2 separate regions of the Sus scrofa genome follow, and region 2 is linked to region 1. Evidence: chromatin contacts called from public Hi-C data. All regions are on one chromosome and are shown on one strand. The core of a region is the stretch at or near the end of the contact, and the rest is flanking DNA. Distances in the headings are between cores, read along the strand shown.

What was found. Hi-C and Micro-C count contacts between places; a contact is called where the count stands out from the background.
Region 2: a contact with region 1 is called in a Hi-C map of retroperitoneal adipose tissue, with 1.6 times the contacts expected there. The contact joins the enhancer-like site here to the promoter of C1H18orf25 in region 1. A contact is called at or near these places in 5 of 47 Hi-C or Micro-C datasets (brain, heart right ventricle, retroperitoneal adipose tissue and 2 more).

Annotation. Positions count from the first base shown.
Region 1 is chr1:95,807,420-95,812,968 of Sscrofa11.1, forward strand. C1H18orf25 reads left to right here and starts at 1,305. Exons shown (of 5, transcript XM_003121416.6): 1 at 1,305-1,458.
Region 2 is chr1:95,906,027-95,911,232 of Sscrofa11.1, forward strand. No RefSeq gene overlaps it. Among named protein-coding and RNA genes, the nearest start is that of RNF165, 43 kb to the right of the region's middle. Within about 2 kb of position 2,790, at least 2 of the 83 cell types and tissues checked have an H3K27ac peak or open chromatin away from gene starts, as enhancers often do. A contact at or near this core is called in retroperitoneal adipose tissue, where this site is marked.

The DNA.
Region 1 (5,549 bases), core at 55-2,554:
GTTCTCTGCTCTTTTTTCTTCTGAAAGAGCCTGAGCTCTTGTCAGTACCCCACAACCTCTCAAATTTCTTGAGGACTAAGGTAGCAGGGAAATAAATGAATAAATGATGAATGAGTGAAATAACATAGACAAAATGTTTATCTGGCACATGGTATGTTCTCAGTGAATTTTAAGGAGGCAGTTGGTGGTAGCAGTTAAGAATGCTGGCTCAGGGAGTTCCCGTTGTGGCTCAGTGGTTAACGAATCTGACTAGGAACCATGAGGTTGCAGGTTTCATCCCTGGCCTTGCTCAGTGGGTTAAGAATCCGGCGTTGCTGTGAGCTGTGGTATAGGTTGCAGATGTGGCTCGGATCCCCGCGTTGCTGTGGCTCTGGGGTAGACTGGTGGCTACAGCTCCCATTAGACCCCTAGCCTGGGAACCTCCATATGCCGCGGGTGCGGCCCAAGAAATGGCAAAAAGACAAAAAAAAAAAAAAAAAAAAAAAAAAAGAATGCTGGTTCAGGAGTTGGGCTGTCCGTGCCTGCCACTTACTGATGTGTAACCTTGGGCAGGTCACTTTACCACTCTGCCTGTTCCACTTTTGTCCCTGGGGGCCAGGAAAACCACCAAACCCAAAGAGTTGGGAGGATTAAAGGAATGAATCTGATCAGATGCATAGCACAGTGCCTTGCACACAGTAGGTATCCAAAGAAATTAGGTATTATTATACAATTATTTTATCAGTTAATTCATTTAGTCAGGGATGGAAAATTGTTTGTAGGAAGTCAGCATAAATGAGTGAACTGGGGGAGCTTAGGGGCCTGATCTCAAAGGGAGACAGATGTTAAGGGGAGTGTGAAGCCAGCACTGTGATTTTCAGAATCTCCTCTTGGGAAAAGTCATCCCAAGTCCCAGCATGGCTCTTGAAAAGGTAAATATCTTTCATATTTTCTCCTGAAGTCTTTGTGTATTCGTTTATTTGTCAAAACCCCGCTTTTAGGGAGAGCAAGCCCTTGACCAGATCTTGGGTTGTGAGGTTTGTTCTCAGCACTTTTTTCTCCTCCTTAAGCCCTGTACCCTCCAGGTGGGCTCGCTCCCACTTCACCTTTCTGCCGGGTCCCACGTCCAGCTCGGTTTCCTGGACCCCAGATCTCGACGAAGGGCTTCGAAAACTCAAAGCGCAATCGGGAGTGACTTGGCAGAGGTGGAATTTGGGGGCGTCGGCATCGCACGTAAGGGCGGAGCGGGATCTCCCTGGCGAACCTTGTCTCACCAGCAGGTGGCGATCTATCTGCAAGGCGTGCAAGGTTCATCCAGAAACTTGAACGGGATGTTGATGCCACTGCACGAGAGAGGAGCACAGCCGAATCTCCCCTAGCCGAGCTGCGAAAAGGTGGGAGAGAAGGGAGCGGACTCCCTCCTGGAGTGACTCAAGGATTTAGACGCCACGAGCTTCCTTCGGCAAGGCTTCAGGAAAGGTGAGTCCTGAGCAGCGCACGGGAAAGGGAGCGCAGTCCTTTTCTTAAGGCATCGTCCGTGACTTGTATTGACTGGCTTTCCGACCCTCTGGGAAAGACATTTCTCGAAGGGAGCTGCCTGAGCAGATGGAGGGAGCGCGGGAAAGAAACCCGGGAAGCCAGTGCCCGCGCGCCCGGCGCTCTGCAAAGGGAGGAGAACGGGTCGGCTCCCTCCAGATGGCGCTCTCTGGCTTTCTCTAGGCCTCCCGCTCCTGTCCCTAGAGGCCCCCCGCCGCAACGGCCGCTCTAGCCGACCGGCGCGGGCTCTGTGGTTCCGGGCGGAAGTGAGGCGCCGAACGGAACGGCCTCTGGTGACATTTTCTCCGGGCGGCGCGGACGAGTGAAGGGACTTGGTGGTGGAGGCTGCGGAGGCGGCGAGATTCTCTTTGGCCCCGGCAGGGCTCTGGCCACTGCCCTCTGTTCGCCGCCGGGGCTTGTGCCGAGAAGGTGAAGGCGGCGGTGGCCGTCGCATTCCGAGTCGCCGAGGCCCGGAGGGACCCGGGGGGTCGGTGCGTGCCCCGACGGGGCGCGCGGAGCGGGCGAGGAGGTGCGGAGCCGCCGCGGGGCGCAGGTGAGGCGGGAAGGGGCGCAGGGCCGGAGCGGCTGCGTCCCGGGGAGGGCTCAGTTTGAGTCGGAGGGGTGCGGGCCGCGGGCGAGGTTTTGCGGCGTCCGGGCGCCGGGGTCTTAGCGTTTCGGACGTGGCGGGAGGCGCGGCCCGGGAGGGGGCCAACGAGAGGGGCGGAACAGCGGGACCCCTTGCTCTCCCGTCGGTCAGTGACCTTCGCGTCCTCCGGGCCCGGCGGGTTGGCCGGCGGCGCCTCCCTCCCTTTCCCGGACCAGGCGGGTCCCTTTCCCTGGCAGCAGAGAGGAGGATGGAAGTGCTGCAGCCGGTGGGCCGCGGGCCGGAGAGGCTTCGCGGCCCTGGAGTTGTCTTCGTGCAACTTTCCGGCGCCCCGGGCCGCCGGGGAAACGGCGGCGGCGGCTGCTCTGCCAACTCTGCCAGCCCCGCGAGCTGGAGTCTGGCGCCGAGACCCGCCGACTCCCGAGAGCCCCGGTGGCTGCCCCTGCGCCGTGACTGCGGAGGCCTAGGAGGAGGGAGGATGGTTTTCTCCGGCTTGGCGCCGCCTGCGTCTCGGCGCTTCCTCTACCTTCGGTCGGCAGACGCCTTCGGTCAATGGGAGGGATGTGTCAGTCTCCCAAATTGACCTCTCCTGGCAAGTTTGTCAACTTTATTTAGAAAACCCGGCGAGGACGTAAGCTGACCAGCCTCAACTTAAAGATCACAGACTTCTCGGACTCTCTCAGGAAGGATCCTCTCTTTTCAAAGCCCCGTAGTGCTTTGTAGTTGATTTCTTATATCGCTGATCTCGGTGTATTGTTGGGGCAACAGCCCTCAACGGAGGCTCACGTCATTCATGCTCCCTTTTAAATCATCTCCGCTGTCACAGAATAGATGCTCGCAGGTTGAAGGAATGAACGCCTGTACTTGTTCTCCCAGAGTGAACCGCTTGAGCAGTTTGTGCTGGATGTGCTTTTTGTTGCTCGCCTGAGCGTCTGCTTTCTGAATCCTTCCCCTCTAGGATGAAAACCCACTGATGATGCTTTGTCAAGGTTGGACCTCTTAATTACAAATACATCTGGCAGTTTTGCTCAGCCTATTATTGTGCAGTGTGTTGGGCACATGTTAGCAGTTTGAATTACTCCCTTTCTTCTCCTGGGATATTTTAAGGCTGGAGGCTGTTAACTTTCTAATGTGGTTTTGCTGATCCTGGCAATCTGGATTTCTTCAATAAGAGCATTGTCTTTTGGTTTAACAAGCATTTTTAGAGACCTGCAACTGATAGTTATTACCTGGTGTCCTGAAGAGTCACAAACACGGAGGTTTTTTAGTAGGAAGTATAATATTTTGGCCAAATAATCTGGCCAATACAATGCCTAGTAGAGTGCTTTATGCACAGTAGGTGCTGAGTAAATAAAGACATTATGAATTAAATTTGAACTCTGGGAGTTCCCATGGTAGCTTAGTGGTTAATGAACCCAGCTAGTAACCATGAGGTTTCGGGTTTGATCCCTGACCTGGCTCAGTGGGTTAAGGATCTGGCATTGCCCTGAGCTGTGGTGTTGGTCGAAGATGAGGCTCGGATCTGGTGTGGCTGTGGCGTAGGCCGGCAGCTACAGCTCTGATTAGACCCTAGCCTGGAAACCTCCATATGCCTTGGGCGCAGCCCTAAAAAGACAAAAGACGAAAATAAATAAATTTGAACTCTGAAAACTAAGATAGAATATATTGTGATGACCTATATGCTAGTTTAAGAAGAACCTTAGTGGAATTTCATGCAGTTTCATAAAATAGAAAATAAAAGTATTTTTAGACATTGCTAAATCAGATTCCTTCAGAGTACTTTTCAATATCACTGTAATTGTAAAACTTCAAAGCGTATCTTTTTTTTTTTTTTCTTTTCTTTTTAGGGCTGGACCTGTGGCATATAGAAGTTCCTAGGCTAGGGCTTGAATCTTAGCTGCAGCCGCAGGCCTGTGCCCCAGCAACTCGGAATCCAACCCGCATCTGTGACCTATGCTGCACCTTGTGACAACACCAGATCCTTAACCCACTGAGCGAGGCCAGGGATCAAATCCAAATCCTCATGGAGCTAGTCGGGCTCTTAACCAGCTGAGCCACAACAGGAAGTCCCAAACTGTATCTTTTTCATAATATTAACATAATTGTAAACTTCAAAATAGGTGGTTCAATATGAATGGAAGGGAGAAACTGCAAGGTAATTATGCCTGAAATATGAGCTACATATGACTTTTTTTTTTTTTTTTTTTTTTTTTTGGCTTTTTGGCTTTTTGCTATTTCTTTGGGCCGCTCCCGCAGCATATGAGGTTCCCAGGCTAGGGGTCGAATTGGAGCTGTAGCCACCGGCCTACACTAGAGCCACAGCAACTCGGGATCCGAGCCGCGTCTGCAACCCACACCACAGCTCACGGCAACGCCGGATCCTTAACCCACTGAGCAAGGGCAGGGACCGAACCCGCAACCTCATGGTTCCTAGTCGGATTCGTTAACTACTGCGCCACGACGGGAACTCCCCTACATATGACTTCTTAATGGGAAATTTTCTTTTCTGACATCTATTTGTGGAAATTGGGATGGGCTAGCTTTTGGCACTGGAGACTTTCCCTGTTAACTTTAAGTTCACAGCGTAGTTGTTACATTACTTACTAATTCAGTTTATATTACTCTTAAATGCATTTATGAAAGAGTGTCAGAATGTTCTTTGTCTCAGAGTTTTCATGATTAATCTAAGACCTGTATGTTAAAGATAAACTTAGGAGTTCCTGTTGTGGCTCAGCGGTAATGAACCCGACTAGTATCTGTGAGGACTCAGTTTGATCCCTGGCCTCGCTCAGTGGGTTAAGGAGCAGGTGTGGTTGTGGCTGTGGTGTAGGCCAGCAGCTACAGCTCTGATTCCACCCCCAGCCTGGGAACTTCCATATTGCTACTGGTGTGGCTCTAAAAAGACGAAAAAAATAAGAAAAAAATAAAGATAAATTTAGCTTTAGATTCTAACTTAATGCAGTTCTGATAGAATTGAGTGATTAACATTTTAATGTTGGTACCTTAAGTTTCCTTAGTGTATAACTAGTAACTTCTTGAGGTTGTGTAGTTACTCATTATTCGAGGGATTGTTTTGCCGGGATCTTCAAACTTAATGATTTCAGTCTGATGTAGGCTTGAAGAGTTCATATATGGGCAATTAGAATGCTTTTATTTAAAGTTTAGAACTGTTATATATGTATTAGAGACTCAGACCTTATGTTTATAACTTTGGTAAATCATATTATACCTTCCTTAATTTTTTACAGGTAACTAGCAACATGAAAACTGTATATTCATGTTTACTGAATTGATAATACTTGAGAAAATCTGTAAAAGATGGCAAGTGTTTTACTATTAATGTATTTTCTTCTGAACCATACTGATTTTGGTATTATGTATTTTACAAAAGAATTTAGGGCCAAATAAAGTTTCCTGGGTAATTAAGAAA
Region 2 (5,206 bases), core at 1,540-4,039, 100 kb after region 1:
TCTCAGGTGCTGCTTCTGGGAGGACCCAAACTAAGACAGAGAGGATGAGGCTGAGTTCACTCTGAGCTTGACATGCTAAAGAGACATGCAGGCAACAGGCAGTGGCCACAGGATTTTCGGAGATATATATATATATATATAGACTTATATATTAGCATAAGGTGGCAAGTAAAAATCACAGCCCCCCCCCCCAAAAAAAACCAAAAACATAGTTAAGAGGCCAGTGGAAGTGAAGCATCCTTTCAAGGGAGTGAGTGGTTCTCACCCGGGGGCCATTTTTGGTTGTCACAATGTTGGGGGTGGGGTGGGAGATGGATGCTACTATTGGCATCTAGTGAGTAGAGGTCATGGATGCTGCTAAACATCCTACAATGCAGGAGTTCCATTGTGAAGCAGCAGAAATGAATCCAACTAGTAACCATGAGGTTGTGGTTCAATCCCTGGCCTCGCTCAGCGGGTTGGGGATCCGGCATTTCCGTGAGCTGTGGTGTAGGTCGCAGATGCGGCTCAGATCCCTCATTGCTGCAGCTGTAGTGTAGGCCAGCAGCTGCAGCTCTGATTCAACCCCTAGACTGGGAACTTCCACATGACGTGGATACAGCCCTAAAAAAGTAAAAAACAAAACAAAAGCCGAACAAACAGGAGTTCCCATCGTGGCACAGCAGAAATGAATCTGACTAGCATCCATGAGGACGCAGGTTTGATCCCTGGCCTTGCTCAGTGGGTTAAGGATCCAGCGTGGTGTAAGTCCCAGATGCATCAGATCCCTCGTTGCTGTGGCTTTGGCATAGGCCATCGGCTGCAGCTTCGATTTGACCCCTAGCCTGGCAACTTCCATATGCTGAGGGTGTGGCCTTAAAAAAGACCCCCCCCCAAAAAAAGACAAAAACGAACAAATAGAAAACATCCTAGAATGCACAGGTCAAATCCCCATAACAAAGAATTATCCAACTGTGTCAGTAGTGCTGAGGTTGAGAAACTGTTCCAAGAAGATTGCAAAGGAGCAGTAGAGGGAAGAAAACCAGAAGACAGCAGTGCTCTGAAAGCGAGTTCCCTGGAACCAGAAGGGCCAGCAGATCCCCCCTTCAGAAGGGGAGGGGACGTAGGAGCCAATAATTGTCCATTGAGTTTAGCAACAAGGACCTTTGCTGATACAGTTTCACCAGCAATGTGGGGCGGAGGTCAGTTTGGAGTCGGGGAAGGCAGGACTGGGAGGTGGTTAGTGAAGACAAGTACAGACTCTTTCCAGGAGCTTTGAAGTGAATGACAAGAAGGGGTGTTAGGATGAGCTAGAAGGAGCTCTGGAGTGGAGGAAGAGCTTAAGAAGAAGGAGATCAGCAATGAGATCCTGCTGTGTAGCACTGGGAACTATGTCTAGTCACTTATGATGGAGCATGAAATGTGCGAAAATAGAATGTGTACATGTATGTGTAACTGGGTCAACATGCTGTACAGTAGAAAAAAATATATTGGGGAAAAAACAATTGATTACAATTAAAAAATAAATAAAAATAAAAATAAGATACTGGAAAGACAAGCATTCTCTATGCCGGTTAAAAAGAACCAGTAGGGGAGTTCCTGTTGTGGTGCAGCGGAAACGAATCCGACTAAGAACCATGAAGTTGTGGGTTTGATCCCTGGCCTCGCTCAGTGGCTCAATGGGTTAAGGATCCGGTGTTGCCGTGAACTGCGGTGTAGGTCGCAGATGTGGCTTGGATCTGGTGTTGCTGTGGCTGTGGCGTAGGCCGGCAGCTACAGCTCTGATTCAGCCCCTAGCCTGGGAACCTCCATGTGCTGCGGGTGCAGCCCTGAAAAAGATAAGACAAAAAAAAGAAAAGAAAAAAGAACCAGTAGGGATTTGGAAGGGGGGTGACTGGTGGAAGAGAGAGCCATGGACATCGGTGGTACTAAAAACCAGAGCAGAGGTGCATTAACTTGGATCAGGTAAGGAAAATTTCTTCCTCTGAAGCTAAAAAAAGGTGGGGTGTGTGTGTGGCGGGTGGGCATAGTAATGCATAGAGGTGGAGAAGGCGTGTGGACTGTAGAGGGTTGACCTGGAGACTTTATTCTTTGCACTTCTATCTGCAGGGGAGAGGTGGTGGGGGTAAGAGGGGGTAATTGAGTAATACTACTTGTCAGTTGATTGTAGAGGGTTTATATTCTATTGTGATTTGTACTGCTCTGCTCTCCCAAAAAAGTCTCCTTGGAAAGTAGTTCTGTTTTTCTTGCCTGGTATGTTCCAGAGGTGAGCACGAGGCTATTGTGGAAACTCAAGTTCCTGCCCAGGCTGTCACCTGTCAGCCGAGACCATCCTGGGTAGAATGCCCATGGAAATCCCGAGTTCCCTTCAGGATATTTATGGACTTGGGTTTAAGGGTTTGGGGGTCCCTTCAGTCTCCTGGTTCCTGAGTGTGCCCTCTCTCTTCTGCTATGGATTTCAACTTGGACGTGAAATCCTTCTCTTGTTCTACAAAACCACCTCACACCCAACATTGAAACGTGTGGCCGGGTCTGGGGTCTCATACTTGTGGCATTTTGTGAAAACGTCACTCTTCCTCTTCCTTCCCTGCTCATCTGTCTCCTGCAAATAAATGGCCTTCGTCTCCAAATCCTTCTGCTATTTACTTCTCTCCCCCCGAGCTCCCAAACAGGCTTAGGCCAAACCATCTTGGTGCCAAGAAAGCTTCCTATTAGATCCATCCTCTAACACAAAGTGGTTATGACTTAACCTTGTGAAAATGTGGTTTCTGTAAGACTACACATTCAGCAGTTAGGGTTTGGACATGGCTATGATTTATGCCCAAACTCATGGCAACGACTCACTCTAAACCAGCAAGGCTCCACTCTTCAAGAGCATTGTCCCACCTTGTAGTATTCTCTCAGGAACCGTGTGGGGAGATGTTGGGAGGCAGAGCAAAGCTAGAGGCAAACTGGAGGCCCAGCTGAGTAAAGGATCCCAACCACTTCAACTCTCCCCTCTGTCTACAGAGAGCTGGCCTGGAAGTCAGCAGGCCCAGCTTCTGGAACTGTTTCATCAGCAGCAGTTTTGTAATCTCAAGCCTCAATGTTCTCTGAAAAGTGAGGATAATGAGGGAGGAACAAAGATTTGATGAAATTGGATCTGTGGATACCTGGCTTGTAGTAGCGACTTAATATGTTCAGGACGCCACGTTCCCCTCTGCTTTTGCAGCAAGAGAAAGTGAACCTTTCTGTCTTGCCTACGTGCTCAGAATTATTATTATTATTATTATTATTATTATTGTTGTCATTATTATTATTATTGCTTTTTAGGGTCTCACCCATGGCATATGGAAGTTCCCAGGCTAGGGGTCAAATCGGAGCTGCAGCTGCTGGCTACGCCACAGCCACAACACCACCAGATCCAAGCCAAGACTGTGATCTGACCTACACCACAGCTCATAGCAAGGCCAGATCCTTAACCCACTGAGCGGGGCCAGGAATTGAACCTGCATCCTCATGGATACTAGTCGGGTTCATTTCCGCAGAGCAATGATAGGAACTCCAAAAATTATAAACAAAGTGTTTGGTGACAGCTTCCATTTTCAGTGCAGAAGGAAGGCAAGTAAGGGTGGAGCGCTGCCTCACCAGTGTCTCGGGTGAGTTATAAGAACCCACTGTGCCCCCAAGAGCTTCAGTTCTTCCTGCGGAGGCAAGAGGTTTAGACAAGTGGTCAGACCGCATTGAAGACTGAGTGTGGGGCTGAGGACCAGAGCAGTACTTGTTTTAGAAATTAAAATGAATGAACATTCCATTAAATTTTGTATTTGCTTAGTGTTTTTGGGTTCTGGATTTTGAACTTCTCCCATGAGGAAACTGGTGCCGCCTCCCTACACCTAATAACCCAGCCAGCACCTGCGGTGGAGGCTCCTGCTGCAATACTGGCGGTGCCCAGCAGGGGCCGTCCTAGCTCTTCTCAGGCTGCGAATGGCTGATTGGAGGTTTGATGGAGGCTCTCTCTTCTAAGGGTTTTGCAGAGTTTTCGGACCAGGATCCACAGTAAGACATGCGTTTTACCTCACCACCCAGTATAGCTTTACATGCATATGTATTTTGCTAAACAATACTTACTTTTATTACATGGTTGCATGCTGATCTAATTTGTTCAGTTATGTTCCAGATTAGGTCATTTTAAAAATACTGCTCACACCTACCAATAGATGGAGACCTTTACTCTGAAACCACTGGGAATCTGAGCTGGAGGAGTGGGGACAGCGAGAGAGATTTGGGATCACCTAGAAAAGGACTTCTCAGTCCAGGAGTTGAAAGTGAGGGCTTGGGAGCCAGGATGCCACGCGTAATCCCAGCTCTGCCCTTTTCTCCATCTGTGGCCTGAATGACCTACTCCACCCTTCTATGCTCAGTAAAAGACAGCACGGGTTATAATAACAGCTCCCTTCTCACTCATAAACAAGGCTTGCTGCAGAATGCCAGTGAAAGCCTGCCTGGGGTCTCATGGGTTCATTGATCTAACACGTTAATACCTGTAACATGTGTGTTACATGTAATACCTGTTACATGTGGGTTCCTTGATCCAACAGTAACATCTGTTACTAAGATAATGGAGCAGAAAGTTCCCGGCCTGACCAAGGTGGCCAAGAAGCACACAGACAATGACAGCAGATGTGGTGGGTGGTCTGGGAGCATGTGGGTTGCTGGAGGACTCCTTAGCACAGTGCCTCTCAAAGTGCTGTCCTGAGGCCAGCAGCAGCAGCAAAGCCTAGGAACTTGTCAGACAGGCAGATTCTCAGGCCTGAACCCAGGTGTACAGAATCAGAAACCAGGAGTGGGCCTGGCTGTTTTAATAAACCCTCTTGGGGATGCTGATGCACCTTCCAATGTGAGGACAAGTACCAGGGGTTACCAGACTTTGCTGTAACTTAGAGTGCTTTTGAGGGGACCCCATACCATTCTAATCACAGTGTCTGGAAGTAGGAGTCAGGCATCAGTAGTTTTAAAAAAAAATGCCCTGGGAGTTCCCACTGTGGCTCCGTAGCTTAAGAACCTACTAGTATCCATGAGGACTCGAGTTTGATCCCAGGCCTCACTCAGTGGGTTAAAGGATCCAGCATTGCTGTAAGTGGTAGAATGGGTTGCAGACACGGCTGGGATCTGGTGTTGCTGTGGCTGTGGTGTAGGCTTGCAGCTGCAGCTTCGATTTGACACATAGCCTGGGAACTTCCATATG